2 separate regions of the Mus musculus genome follow, and region 1 is linked to region 2. Evidence: chromatin contacts called from public HiChIP or PLAC-seq data. All regions are on one chromosome and are shown on one strand. Each heading gives the region's core, a stretch centred on a gene start, on an enhancer-like site or on the middle of the called end of the contact. The rest is flanking DNA. Distances are from core to core; before and after follow the strand shown. Region 1 overlaps Creb1 (cAMP responsive element binding protein 1). Region 2 has its middle 81 kb from the start of 4933402D24Rik.

What was found. HiChIP or PLAC-seq counts read pairs in DNA pulled down with a chosen protein or histone mark.
Region 1: an HNF4G HiChIP or PLAC-seq map of pancreatic cancer cells shows a contact between it and region 2. The contact joins two enhancer-like sites. A contact is called at or near these places in 2 of 39 promoter capture datasets (the 3T3-L1 cell line and embryonic stem cells) and 1 of 115 datasets of contacts at active chromatin or transcription factors (pancreatic cancer cells).

The regions. Positions count from the first base shown.
Region 1 is chr1:64,600,418-64,603,501 of GRCm38.p6, forward strand. Creb1 (cAMP responsive element binding protein 1) reads left to right here. Exons shown (of 9, transcript NM_009952.2): 9 at 1-3,084. Among named protein-coding and RNA genes, the nearest start is that of Mettl21a, 16 kb to the right of the region's middle. Within about 2 kb of position 1,259, at least 86 of the 459 cell types and tissues checked have an H3K27ac peak or open chromatin away from gene starts, as enhancers often do. A contact at or near this core is called in pancreatic cancer cells, where this site is marked.
Region 2 is chr1:63,848,740-63,851,838 of GRCm38.p6, forward strand. No RefSeq gene overlaps it. Among named protein-coding and RNA genes, the nearest start is that of 4933402D24Rik, 81 kb to the left of the region's middle. Within about 2 kb of position 1,667, at least 12 of the 459 cell types and tissues checked have an H3K27ac peak or open chromatin away from gene starts, as enhancers often do. A contact at or near this core is called in pancreatic cancer cells, where this site is marked.

The DNA of each region.
Region 1 (3,084 bases), core at 9-2,508, 750 kb after region 2:
AAATTGGTAAGAACATTTTGAAAAAAGGTTTTAAGAGAATTGTTTCAAGAATCATTTTGGGCAAAGACTTTTCATGTTTCATTTGAACAGGGATTTTTGTCAAGATGTGTTTTGATGGTAGGCCAGCAAGCAGTGCTACTGTCTAAAGCACAAACCAGTCAGGCAGGCTGTCCAGCCAGAAGCCCTCTTGGCTGAAGCCGGTCTCTGCCTCTCAGGACTCCTCCCTACTATTTTCGACCATTTAGGGTGACATGGAATCATACAAATATTGGGGCTTAGAAACAAACATTTATATAACCCGGAATGCTTTTACGTACTTGAAGTGACTTCAGTCAAAATGTTGCCTTTCCTGTTTAGGAAGCTTTGGTTCTCTGTTGACTCGTCAGCTAGTAACACAAATCGGTTTCTCTACCAATAGCTGCTTCATTTTCAGTTCCTTCCAGAGGCTTTTGTTCTGCCTTTGTAACACTGAAACTCTGGATTGGCACAGCATCCCGGGGCCCAGTACACAGGCTGTATGTTGACTTGAGGTTGTATTTACAGTAGTTCTTTGTAAAGGTTTGCTGTAACTTGCACTTTTTTTTAAGGACCCAGTTTGGGTATCAGCAACTTGGGAAATTCCTTATCAATGAGTTCTCAGCTGACCCTTTTGTCTTCCTCCTTCAAATCATGACTCCTTAATGGAAGCGTTTCATTGATCACAGTATCATAGCTAGCCTTAAGCATGTTATAAAAGCTAAATATCTGGGAATTAGGTTTGACTAATAGTGAAGGAAAAATAAGTACTTATAATTTTAAATTTCATCCTCCAACTTTAGTTCTATGTAGAGCATGCCAAAAGTTTTTTTTCAGAAGATTACAAACCTTGTTAAAGCAATTAATTTGTTGTCATCATGGGAAACCATGTAATCGATGTTACTAAATCATTTTAATTTGGCTTTGTTAACTTCCGAGAAATGCTGCCTAAACGTAACTGGTTTCTGACTGCGGGGGAGTACAGTATGCTTTGTTAGGCCTGTAGGTGACTCATTCTAGAATAAACGTGTTCACTGAGATGTACAAAGCACAACTAGAGTTTTGGGTGGCTTGTGTGTGTCTTGATTACTTTCAATGTTAATGTTGACTTTTTAAGTTAACAGTCACTGTTATGTACTAGGAACTGGTTTCCTTGACTTTCTAGAATCAATGGCCAAGAGAGGCATATAATCCTTGAGGGGTTGAAGGTATCATGAAGTTGAGTCAGTATGGAAGAATTTCAAACAAATCAAACAGGGTGCTGAAGTTCCGGCTGACTCATCTGCTCATGGTATGCTTACTGATTAGTGAATGTAGTTTTAAGCCTTTGTGTGTGTCCTCAGGGGCAGACAGACTTTAACAAGGACCAGATAACATTTGAATGGAGGAATTATATTTCAGGTGTTTTAGCTTGAAATTTATTTTTTAAAAAAAAGAAAAATTAAAAAAAAAATAAGAGAGCAAAGTTTGGGAAGCGAGTTGACAGTATGAAAGCAGCAGAGCTGAGGATGAGCTGGCCTGTCCCACTGCTGCAGTGGGGTGGGTCCCAGCTGGGGAAATGTTACATTGTTACCAGCAAGAAAAAGGAAGAAGGGTCAAAAAGTAGGAAACTCCTACTTTTGCAGGCATGATTTACTACTTGTCCATAGTAGTATAGCATTTCTAAGCTTCTAAGGGCATCTCAAAAGATAAGAGTAAGTCCGAGATGTTGAAAAAATCAGTAGGGAAGAAAGATCACTGCAGATCATAATCTATGTTGGCCACATGAAATGATTTATTATATTTGGGAAGTTTTATTTTCTTATGTTTTTTAAAATTGAATTGGTAAGTGCTTTATAGACGTATTTTTACCCAGGTGCCACTTCAATGTGTATGTAATAAAATTATTTATATTAAAAGTGGGAAATTTTGTGAACATTTTTCTGTGTGTGTAGATTTATTAGGATGGTGAAGAAGTGTGCTAGTTAGCAGTTTTCTGTGTAAAGCTGTCTTGAGCTGATCTGTACACATCGGTTATAATGCCCCAGTGGAACCTAGACATGTCACTTGAGACTTTTGAAAAACAAAATAACCAGGGAAGTCCTAGAATGGTATTTGGCTGTTTGGTTTTTCCTTGAGTACTGGAGTAGAGAATACCTCCCCAGAACTGTCAGCACAAAACAGGGTATCAGCTTTAACTCTGATGTTCCTATTGGAGTAGAGTACTAATAACTATGAGAAGGGGAATACATTTCTAATAACCTTCCCTACAATCTAGAAACGTCCCTGTTTAAATTTTTTACCTAAATCTTTTTGTGCTTTATGTGTAAAGAATAAAAGTACCAAGACACCATGCATTTTATTAACACTATGTACATACTGGCTGCTTTGTGTTCAGAATGGTAGCAGTTACTTTGTATATTAAAGTGATCCTTGTGAATTTGTGAAATATTGTCTTAAAGTGCTTTTCTTACTGTAATCTTTGTGGTATCAACTGTCATAATGCCCTTTTTACACAGACATTTATGTGCAGTCACATAAACATGCTTTTAAAAACTCTGTAAAGTCTCTTTTTTGGGCCTGGGACACCCCTCCCCAAGCTAGTATTTGTTTACCCTCATTTTCTTGGACTTGATGTTATTTTGTCAAATGAGCAAAGATTACATTGAATGATCACAAGCTTGTAATGCTTAGCAACAGAAAACTGTAATTCATACAACACATCTAAACACTCAATTTTACTGAATTCTTTTTAGCACTTTTTTGAGTAAGGCTGAGCATGATCTAAAACTCCCAAGTGCTGTTCTCCCGTCAAGTAACTAATGGAGATGTGTTCCGCAGTTTAAAGTTAAGACGTGTGCATGCCCTGAAAGAACAATAAAAACTCGGATCACCTTTATTCTGAAATATGTGACTGTATAAAATGCAGAAGGAAGGTGGGTACAATAGCATGGCCTTGTAATCCCAGCCTCATGAGAACAGGAGGCAGAACCAGGGACTAGGTGGGCTATCTGGTAGAGATCCTGTAGGGAAGGTGGGAAGGGTATGAACAAGGGAATCCTGAAATGCACGTATCTATTATTGCCAAAG
Region 2 (3,099 bases), core at 417-2,916:
GTAGAATTCCCTCGATGTGCATATTTTTAAAAAGATACCAGAGAACAAGACACCTAAGCGGCATGGCTCATGCTCACATGAGGCAGGCAAACTCGGGAACTGAGTTAGAGATCAGCATTTTGCTTTGGATTCTAAAGATTTGATTTCCTGAGAAATAGAGGTTTTCCATCAGTCTTGCTACAGCTTCAACTTTGATCAACTCCTCTATTCAATAGAGGGTCAAACACCTGAAGGGAAAGAAGAGGGTTCTTCAGAGCACATGTGGGGAGAGGATCGTTTGTGCATGCCCACTGGAAAGACAAATGACCCGCCTCCCGCCTCTCCTGCTCTCTCAGTGATCTCTGCTGGTTGGTGGATCAGAGACAATCCAGGCTCTTACTAATCTGCCCTGTCACAGAGTGAGCCATGTGAAAACAAAGGTTTAAGGGCCTAAAAACTAAAATACGACTTTTAAGGAAAATCTGCTGGCAAGGAAAAACTTTTCTGATTAAAATGTAGAGCAAGCCAGGAAAAGTCTTCCTGAAGCCACCTGCAGACATTCCATTATATACCTGTGTTCAAAGCCAAGCTGGAACCAAAGCTTATTGACCAGGAAGAGAGAAAAAGATATATATATATATATATATATATAATTTCTGTAAGATATTTTCAAGGTGCAAAGTGATCTGGAAAAATGCTGTGAGTTCAGGGATAGCCTGGGCTAAAGAATGAGACCATATCTCAACAACAAAACAAAAAAACATCTTGAAACACAAACAAGAAAGGAAAGAGGATGGAAGGAAGGAAAGAAGGAAGGGATAGATAGAGGGGAGGCTGCTCTTCCTGTTGTCTTTATTTTGACTTCCTCTCTCTTTACTCGTCCTTCCTTACTGTCAACACCTGGCAAAGTTCTGATTGATGCATGCTGCACAGAGCATTGGTCTACAGGCTCTTAGTTCTGATTGGAGCATACTACACCGAGCACTAGCCTACAGCCTCTCTGGGGCCTGATGCACCTCTCCTAGTAGAAGACCTGGCATCTGTTTAGGAGACATATGTCAAAGTGTAGAGGGAGAAGACTCAAGGATCCCCCCATCAGTATGGATGGAAGAGACTCTCCAAGAGCTCATTCTCTGAACTGGAAGAGAAGAGAGTAGAAAAAACAAAGGAACAATGGATGTGTGGGCCCACAGGGAATGAGAGGACAGAAGTGTAAGAAAGCTTAAAGGAGGGGGTGCTTTTAGGACTAAGGTGTGGTGTCCCAGCTCTCAGGCAGATGTGCACTGGATGATGTATAAGTCATAAATGGCTGACACGAATATGGAGCTAATTTTGAACTTACTTACCTGGCAGTCCCATTGTGCGATCTTGCCTTGATTAGACTACAATCTGGCTGCATCTTCCCAGCCTTCTAACAGATGAGCTGAGCTGTACTGGTCACCCTTCCATCAACTGATTGCTAAGTCAGTTGCTGCTCAGAGATCTCTGAGAAACAGCTTTGCACTTTTGAATTGTGGCTGTTTATCTGTACATTGAAAATAATCTCCCAGGGTTAAGAATTAAATGTGATAATGCCCTCTGCCCCCAAAAGTGACTCTTTCTTACATCATTGTTTGTCATGAGTCACCCGAAACTCCTGATTTCCCAGTTTTTGCTTATAAAGTAAGAAAGCCCCATTGGCGTTCTTGCCTTCTCCCTGACAAGTTCAAAGTCTGTTTACTTTAAGCTCATTTCATCCATTATCACAGGCTGCTCAGTGCTGTAATTATGAAGGAACTCTGTCTTCTCTTCCACTGATTTCTAGACATCACCAGAAGATTGGTTCTTCTGTTTACCATACTGTACATTTTCTAGATAAAATCCCCAATGTTGTTTACCAAAAGCCCTACACAAAGTTTTCAATTATGAAATTAAATTTAAAACGATAAATATTAACATATTAAAAATAAGGTGAAATTCCCCCTCCAAAAAAATAATAATCAGTTTTCAAAGACTATGTTTTAAATATCTAGTCATGGTTCCCTGAAGATAATCACGGCCTGGGTCATACCACATACAGTGTTTTGACATAAATCAAGTCGATAATATGAAATTGAATAGAACTTATTTTGAGCCTCATACTAATGAAGGAAGGAAACTAGAATCACATGGAAAGGAGCTGCCAAACATTGGACAGCCTGCTAATGTAAAAAGATGGAATGTTTCTTTTCACTATCCCTAAGTCATTGGGATGGCAGGTGTGCCTGGTTTATGTTGTTGCTCCTGTTTTTGATTGAAGAGTAAACTCTGCCTGTAGCCAGTTAATCATCTGCATTTTTCGGAAAACTTAATTGAGAGGTTATTGCTGGCTCTGCTTCCTTCTTCCTCTACATCTCCACTGAGCATCAGCAATCACAGTAATGTACGGCTTTGCTGGCAACTCACAGGGCACATGCAGAAGCACAGATCATGGTTGTTAGACCTGCCAGATGTTCCTGGTCCCTTGCTGTAATTAAGTCCCATCTTAGCTGGATTGGAAAGATCAGGAAACCACAGTTCTAATTAAGAATATTCATGAGTTTGCACCTTGGAAAGCGGGCAATCACATGATGTGCCAGAGTGGATGCAGTCCTTTGAGAAGGGAATAAAAGTAATAATAATATTGCAATTTTAAATAGATAACAGGAATAGACTATGGGGCATTCTGCAGTGAAACGGAGGTATGTGAAATTGAATGAACTATTTGAACTCAGTCAAACCTGTCTTAATAAACTTGAAAGGTCTATGCCAGAGACTTTTAATACTGGTTGCACATTATCATCTGAAAAACTTTTTAAAAAAGGAAATCACTCAAACCTGGCCCCTCTGCCTCCCACCTCAAGGACCAACAAAAAGACACAGCATCCTCTGGCCTAGTTGGTCATCAATGGGAGGAGAGGTCCTTGGTCCTGTGAAGGTTCTATGCCCCAGTATAGGAGAATGCCAGGGCTAGGAAGTGAGAGTGGGTGGGTTGCTGAGCAGGGCAGGGGGAGGGGATAGGAGGTTTTCTGAAGGGAAACCAGGAAAGGGGATAACATTTAAAATGTAAATAAAGAAAATATCTAATAATAAAAGAAACGAAAAGACACAGTGTCCTCATTG